Regions from separate parts of the Mus musculus genome. Here region 1 is linked to region 2. Evidence: chromatin contacts called from public HiChIP or PLAC-seq data. All regions are on one chromosome and are shown on one strand. Each heading gives the region's core, a stretch centred on a gene start, on an enhancer-like site or on the middle of the called end of the contact. The rest is flanking DNA. Distances are from core to core; before and after follow the strand shown.

What was found. HiChIP or PLAC-seq counts read pairs in DNA pulled down with a chosen protein or histone mark.
Region 1: a contact with region 2 is called in a BATF HiChIP or PLAC-seq map of CD8 T cells, with 18 read pairs. The contact joins two enhancer-like sites. A contact is called at or near these places in 2 of 15 datasets of contacts at CTCF or cohesin (CD8 T cells and stem cell-derived epiblast-like cells), 64 of 484 Hi-C or Micro-C datasets (the AML12 cell line, B cells, the BV-2 cell line and 37 more) and 4 of 115 datasets of contacts at active chromatin or transcription factors (CD8 T cells, cardiomyocytes, a colorectal cancer cell line and 1 more).

The regions. Positions count from the first base shown.
Region 1 is chrX:9,218,151-9,221,744 of GRCm38.p6, reverse strand. All of the region lies in intron 1 of Lancl3 (LanC lantibiotic synthetase component C-like 3 (bacterial)), which reads right to left. Among named protein-coding and RNA genes, the nearest start is that of Lancl3, 20 kb to the right of the region's middle. Within about 2 kb of position 1,959, at least 21 of the 459 cell types and tissues checked have an H3K27ac peak or open chromatin away from gene starts, as enhancers often do. A contact at or near this core is called in CD8 T cells, Th1 cells and Th2 cells, where this site is marked.
Region 2 is chrX:9,137,409-9,141,081 of GRCm38.p6, reverse strand. No RefSeq gene overlaps it. Among named protein-coding and RNA genes, the nearest start is that of 4930402K13Rik, 35 kb to the right of the region's middle. Within about 2 kb of position 1,366, at least 17 of the 459 cell types and tissues checked have an H3K27ac peak or open chromatin away from gene starts, as enhancers often do. A contact at or near this core is called in CD8 T cells, Th1 cells and Th2 cells, where this site is marked.

The sequences.
Region 1 (3,594 bases), core at 710-3,209, 80 kb before region 2:
TGTATATACCACTGTGACAGGTAAGTTCAGGCCATGCTACCAGAAACATTGTATGAAAAGGTTGCCTAGAGATGGAACAAATTGTTTATTACTGTTTCTTTTCAACTAAAGTGAGGGTATCTTTTTTTTTAATTTAATTTAGATGTTTTTACTTGTTCAATTTACATCCCACTCACTGCCCCCATCCCGGTCACCCCTCCCAAATTCCTTTCCCCATTTCCCCTCTCCTATCTTCTGTACCCACTGGGTACCCCACACACAGCATGGCACTTCAAGTCTCTGCCAGGCTAGGCGCTTAAGGGAAGGTATCTTTACCTCCTGGGAACAAAATACTGTTTCACTCCAGCAGAGGGCGCCTCTGAAACAGCCAAGTCAAGCCTAAAATGCAGTGCTCCTGGGACGGGATCAGAAAAGCAAGGGTCGTTTGTCAAAGACGAACAGAACAGAACAGAACAGAACAGAACAGAACAGAACAGAACAGAACAGAACAGAACAAAACAAAACACAGGAAAATGATAATAGATTATTGATTGGTGTATAAAAACTTCATGGCTTCAGATAATCGCTACTTGCTTAGTGAACAATCTCTTTTGTCAGGGAGCTATTGTCTGGGTTATTTTCATGCACTCAACAACCTCAAGAAATGTCAGCATTAAATCACATTCCAGTCTTCTAGGAAAAAAAAAAAACTTACCTAGTAAGCAACCATGCTTTAGAGGGAAGTGAAGCACTATTTTTTGTCTAAGGTCTCTAAAAACCAACACTGGCTCCATCATGATATTATTTTGGGGGTTTGTTCATCTTCACTCTAGTTAGATAGAACTGCATGTTCTCATCTTTGTCATAATATCAGAGTGTCCCACTGTAGCTACAGCCTGTCTGTCTGCTACCGGTGGTCTTGATCATTTGAATTGCTCTAATCAAAGGTATGTTAGTGACATGACCAAAATTTGAAAAACCTTGTATAGCTTCTGGTCTATGAAACACACGGGCTTCAGCTGAAACTACTCACAGCCCCGTGCCTGAAGTAGAGCTATATACTAGATGATCCATAAACCTACTGATAAAAAAATCTTAACTATAAACCACTAATTTTTATGAAGTGAAATTTGACTAACACAACAGCTTTGTGAACAGCTCCGATATGTAGATCAGAATTGTGAAGGACTAAGAAATTGTGTTGTTCAAACGAAACAGGGACATTCCCAGGAACACCCAGCAGAAGTATACTTACTGCTTTACTCACCAGAACTGTGTGATATGACTACCTATGGTGGCAAGAAGGGAGGCTAGAAATGAACTTGGTATTGTAAACTTCTACTGGAGATGGCAAGATCCATCACCATTAAAGGGAATGGAGTTAGGCTGCTGCGGAGTGTCTAATAGTACCTGCTTGGCTAGTGTTGTCAGGTTCTGGGGTGCATGAACCTGTGTTGATGCCATGTTTTATCATGAGTATTCAGAAGCAACTCGGAAGTCCCTTCAAACTGGCCTCAGTGAGTTCACTATGGTATGTAGTTTCGTTTGTCCTGAGGAGTTTCTGTATTTGCCATGAGAACATAATACAGGTAATGAAGATGTAAGGGAAACCAAGAAACACGTGGAACTAACGTAAATCCATACAGTTTCCCAATGAGGTAGGAAAAAAGCTTATAAGTCACTAAGTCTTGGGGGTGTTTGTCCAATGTTTAAAAAGAATTAATCCTGCTAGTCTTTAGTTCTCCCATCTGATGATCAGTTTCACAGTCCAAACAAATAGTATAGGTTAATACCACTCAGCAGTATAGTGAGGTAGCTACCATACAAAAGAGTTCTCCAATTTCAAACCATTGCTTTCTTTCCAATACCTTCAATCTTCCTTGTGTATAATGATGTAGATTTTTCTCCATATATAGGCAGCTGAAAGAAGGCCAAGTCTCACACAGGAAAGGGTTTCACAGAGAGGTGGTGAACAGGAACTGATCCACACCCTGCCTGGGAGTTCCCCAATGCTCTTAAGTGTGCTGGGGAGGAAGTAGTGAAGAGTTAGGGTGATGTCTGCCTCCCTGGATACCTGATGGAGGTGCGGGTCCTCCATCACTGCTGGCCGCCTGCTGCTGAAGGCAAGTGCAGTGGGATTGCGTATTTCCCCCAGAGGCAGGCCAAGATACCATTCTAAAAGGAAACCAGCAAAAACAATAACAAGAATGCCAGAAAGGTGATGCTCAGAACACTGGGACACAGTTGATACTAGATAACTGTATCAGACACTACGTACTAAAGTAACATTGACCATCATTCTTTTCAAAGTTAAAGGAGGTTCAATGGGATTGTTTTTACGGTAATTTAGTAAAAATAAAACAATTTCCAGATGTAATTTTTTTAAGCCAGAAAAAAGAATAATCGTAAATGTATTGGGAAAAAAAAAGCCAGGTGAATGACTTCATTTGTATTGGGACCTATATAACAGATCATATTAATAGTTAAATTTTATAAACAAGAGAAAGAACAAAAATTCTATGGAATAAGTAGAAAATGAACGTACAATCTCACATATAATGATGTGCAAAAGGCTTAAGACATGTGCAAAGCTTATCTTCGTAATTAGAAATATGCAAATTAAAATGAGATACCATTTTCAATCTAGCAGAGTAGCATAAATTATGAGAGAAACTGACAGCATGGGCCACTGGTGGGGAACAGGAACTTTCATATTCTCTTGAGGGAGAAGGCCAATATTCACTGCCAAATTAATTTCAATGAATTTGGCAACACTGATAAAAAAACGACCTTAATAATTCCAATGACTTTTTTTTTGCTGTTATCCAAATAAGTATGTGTTAGGTTCTGCAGTGCTGTATGCTAGGGGACAAACATACACAGATCAGCGCTCATTAAACAAAGCATAGTGCATTGTTGTACAATGAAGTACTGGGTAGCTAAGAAAGGATTACAGTAAAACTATATGTGTAGACATGGGAATTTTCCTAACACAATGCGTCAACTAAATAAACACAGCACATACAATGTGCATTGTGTGCCTGTTAATGGATACTTTTAGAAGGATACTGGTTAGATTCAGAAGAAGTAGGTAAAATTAAGTTACCTTTAGAGATATAGGGATGAAACCTGGAGACTGAGAGTCTAAAGTGAGAGGAAGACCCATTTTATAACCTTCAACACATTTGTTATTTTGTTTGTTTTATGTTTTGCTTATTTTTGTTTTGTCTTACCAAGTGTGTGAAATGCTTTCAAAAAGAAAATCTAGTTACTAAAAAGTAAACAATAGATTGAGCATGGGGGCATACAACTTTAAGTCTAGCACTAGGGGGCTGGAGGCTGGTGGATCTCTGTGAGTTTTAGGCCAGTTTGTTCTACATAGCAAGTTCTAGACCAGCCAGGGATATATGGTGAGTGGCTGTAACAAAAAACAAAAAACAAAAAAAAAAAAAAAAAGAAGAAAGAAAGAAAGAAAGAAAGAAAGAAAGAAAGAAAGAAAGAAAGAAAGAAAGGAAAAAGAAAAAGAAAAAGAAAAAGAAAAACTAAGTATAATAAACAAATGACTGAACTAGCCAAATAGTGTGCTAAAAGAAATTAATGCTTTTAAACGTGTAA
Region 2 (3,673 bases), core at 117-2,616:
ATAGAATGCAATGTAGTTTAAACCTCAGCTTTTGAAGTTCCTTTAGGCCTCTGTTTCTCTCCAGATATTATAGTATGCAATATTTATATGATATAAATATTTGAAGGATCCCAATTGTCTTTTTTAGTAAGTAATTATTATGTAGCTATTCTTTTCCCTACAAGGACTCACAGAATATTACCTCAAAATCTAAATCACATGAGTCAGATGCCATCAGAACCAGAGAGAATTATTGATAAGTTTCAAGGACAGTTGTTTACCAAATTCAAATGTGTTTGCTCATATGACAGGCAATAATAGTGACTGCCAGGAATTTATTTCCAAAGGCTTTGTCTACGGTTCCACTGTCTTGCCCTTTCTTATGCTGAGGTAACTAAGTAGATGAGGTCTAAACTTGAAAGACAAAGTTGTACTGGGCAGGCAGACTTGTAATGCCACCTCATAGGAAGGTTGAGGTGGAAGGATCACAAGTTCCAGTCCTGCCTGAACTACAGAAGGAGTTCAAAGCCAGTCTGAGCAACTCAGTGAAACATTTTCTTAAAACAAAAAGAGGTATAGGGATATAGTTCAGTATTAGATTCCTTGGCGCCAGTCTTGAGTTTAATCTCCAGTACTACAACTAAGTGAAACACAGGGCTATAGCTATCTGCCTCAGGGGAGTCAGCCTACTCCAGTGAAGTTCTTACTTGCTCTGTGTGTGCCCCTACCCGCTGATCTTTCTCCAACCAATCAAGAATACAGGTTTGTTTGTTTGTTTGAAGTTTCTTTGGGTTGGTGGGAATATTCATTTTATACTAGAATAGAAAAAGAAAGGTCAAGTCACAAAACACATACAAAGCCTTAGGAATAGGAACTTAGGAAAAGGAACAAATAGGAAATTCCAACCGCCTTGGGAGCTGGTCCAAACCTAGGAATAATAGGGTGAAATTATAGGAAGCAGTCTGTTTACAAACATTTCCAGATCTGCTTTTCAAACTTCAAAGGGATTTAGTGAGGAATTCCTGTTGGGTATAGAGTGCCTCACACAGTTTAGAGTGTCATGATTGGAAAGGGCTTTTATTAGTGAAGAACTCGCTAGCTGCCTTAGGTTCTCAATTAGAAATTAGAGTGTCCTTAGAGAATTCAGTCTTCTGGTTGAGTCAATAGAAGTTAGCTTCAAAGCAAGTGACAATAACATACTTGAACTGGCGATGATCAAGCTCATGTGTGTGGAATCGGAGCTCACAGATGAAATAAATCCTTGGGCCTCATAGGGCTTTGAGCTAGAAAGGGATTCTTTATCAAAAACTTGCCTAGACTGAGTCATTTCTATTACTTTCTGTCATTTCACCCTACACATTGACTTCCTGTCTGTTTTCTCTCTGACTCAGCCGCTCTTCTCATTTCCTGAGAAAAATGAGTCTGCTAGACCTGGGGGTGATGTGTGAGTGTGAGTTATCCTAAAAATAGATCCCAAGAAAAGGATTTGGATATAAGTAGCTTATTTGTTGTTGTTTTTTTCAATTTTCTGTTGATTCACTTTACAACGTACTCACTGCCCCACCCCATTACCCCTGCCTACAATCCTCCTCTCCCTCCCCCCTCCCCTTTTCCTCTGAGAGGGTGCCACCCCCACCCTGGCACACAAGGGCAGACAAGGCAGCCTAAAGTGCTTATTTGATTGAGTGTTTATGTGTGTGTGGGGGGGGGGGCAGGTCCTAACCAATTACCATAGAATAAGTGGCTTACATAACAAATTCATTCCTCACATTTCTGAAAGGTGGAAGTCAGAGATCAGGGTGCCATTGTGCTTGGTTTTCAGACAGAATGTTTCCTGGTTTGGTGATGAAAGTACACTTGCTTTATCTTTGTATAACAGAAAATAAAGTGAAAGGCATTAAGCTCTTTCCTGTCTCACAGAGACACTCATGACCTAATCAGTACCCAAAGCTCCGTCTCCAAATGTCATCATACTGACATTTCTTGGCTTAACACCTAAGTTGCTCTAGCATTCTTCCATAGCCAGAAAATGTTATAAGTCAGAGGTAGACCCTTCAAGTAAGAGATCTATGGTAATATAGGTACAAGTCATTGTCTGCTGAAGTTTCAGTTTATATCCTGAGTAATCAAAGTTTCTCTGGATGGAGCGTTGACCATTAGACCTGACATTATAATTGGTGCTATAAGTAGATATATAGGGAAAGTGGGGTGTCCAGGAGGGAAGCAAAAGTCATCAACTCCAACACTGCAACAAGAGCTGTGTACAAAGCACTTTCCAAAGACAGGCATTGGCGCAAAACTGGTACCTTAAAATCTGACTGTCAGTGAGGAAAATTCTTAACAGGATGATTAATTTAAATGTTGTTTAGTAAGGTGAAAAGAATTCTAGATGCTTCTTTACTCACAAAGCATGCCTCAAGGATACATACTCTCATAATGGCTTTCTTATGTTCTGGATCTTTGCCTGGATCTGTTAAGTCTTACCATTGCCTCTTACATCAACCCTCTCCCAAGTCACTCCAGCTGCTGTCCCTTCAACCTCAGTCCCCTTTACCAGTTTGAAAATAGAGTAGCCTACAACCCCCAACAGTAGTTAGTGTGACCTCTGAGAGGGCAGAATAAGAACCAATAGTGAGATAGATTTCCTGATAGGCACACAGATGAGGAGAGAGAGCATAAGTAGATAACAAAGATGATGAACTGCCAAGATCACGGGCATTGCATTCACCCTCCTCACCAGAGACAAAAGCCTGGAAACTTAATATGAAACCTTTGACAGGCTTTTCCCCCCACCAGTAGGGACCGCCAGCTATGGACCTTTCTCACAAGTTCAAGGCCAGAACAGTATGTGTAATCCCAAACTCATGGACCTATCTGTCTTGTTCAAACTGTCTTTGTTCAAACTAACAATGCCTGAATTGGAAGAGAAAGACACCCTTAAAGATATGTAAATCCACAACCCTGAAGGAGAGACCAACCAGGTTTTCAGTTCTTGAGACCCTTCTCTACTTTGTGGAGGGTATTTCTCTCTGTGTGCCTACTTTGTATCTATGTTTCCTCACCCTTAATAAGAGTCTTTCTTCACCTGCTGAAAAAAACTGAGTAAAGTATACACGACCCCCAAATCTGTCATTCTGCTGAGCCTCTTATGGTAATGAATTTGATTATTTTGTTTAAAAATGAAATAACTACCCAGGGATCCATCCCATAATCAGCCTCCAAATGCTGACACCATTGCATACTCTAGCAAGATTTTGCTGAAAGGACCCTGATATAGCTGTCTCTTGTGAGGCTATGCTTGGGCCTAGCAAACACAGAAGTGGATGCTCACAGTCAGCTATTGGATGGATCACAGGGCCCCCACTGGAGGAGCTAGAGAAAGTACCCAAAGAGCTAAAGGGATCTGCAACCCTATAGCTGGAACAACAATATGAACTAACCAGTATTCCCCAGAGCTCGTGTCTCTAGCTGCATATGTGGCAGAAGATGGCCTAGTTGGCCATCATTGGGAAGAGAGGCCCATTGGTCTTGCAAACTTTATATGCCCCAGTACAGGGGAATGCCAGGGCCAAGAAGTGGGAGTGGGTGGGTAGGAGAGCAGGGTGGGGGAAGGGTATAGGGAACTTTTGGGATAGCATTGGAAATGTAAATGAAGAAAATACCTAATTAAAAAAACAAAACAAAAAAGAAAATA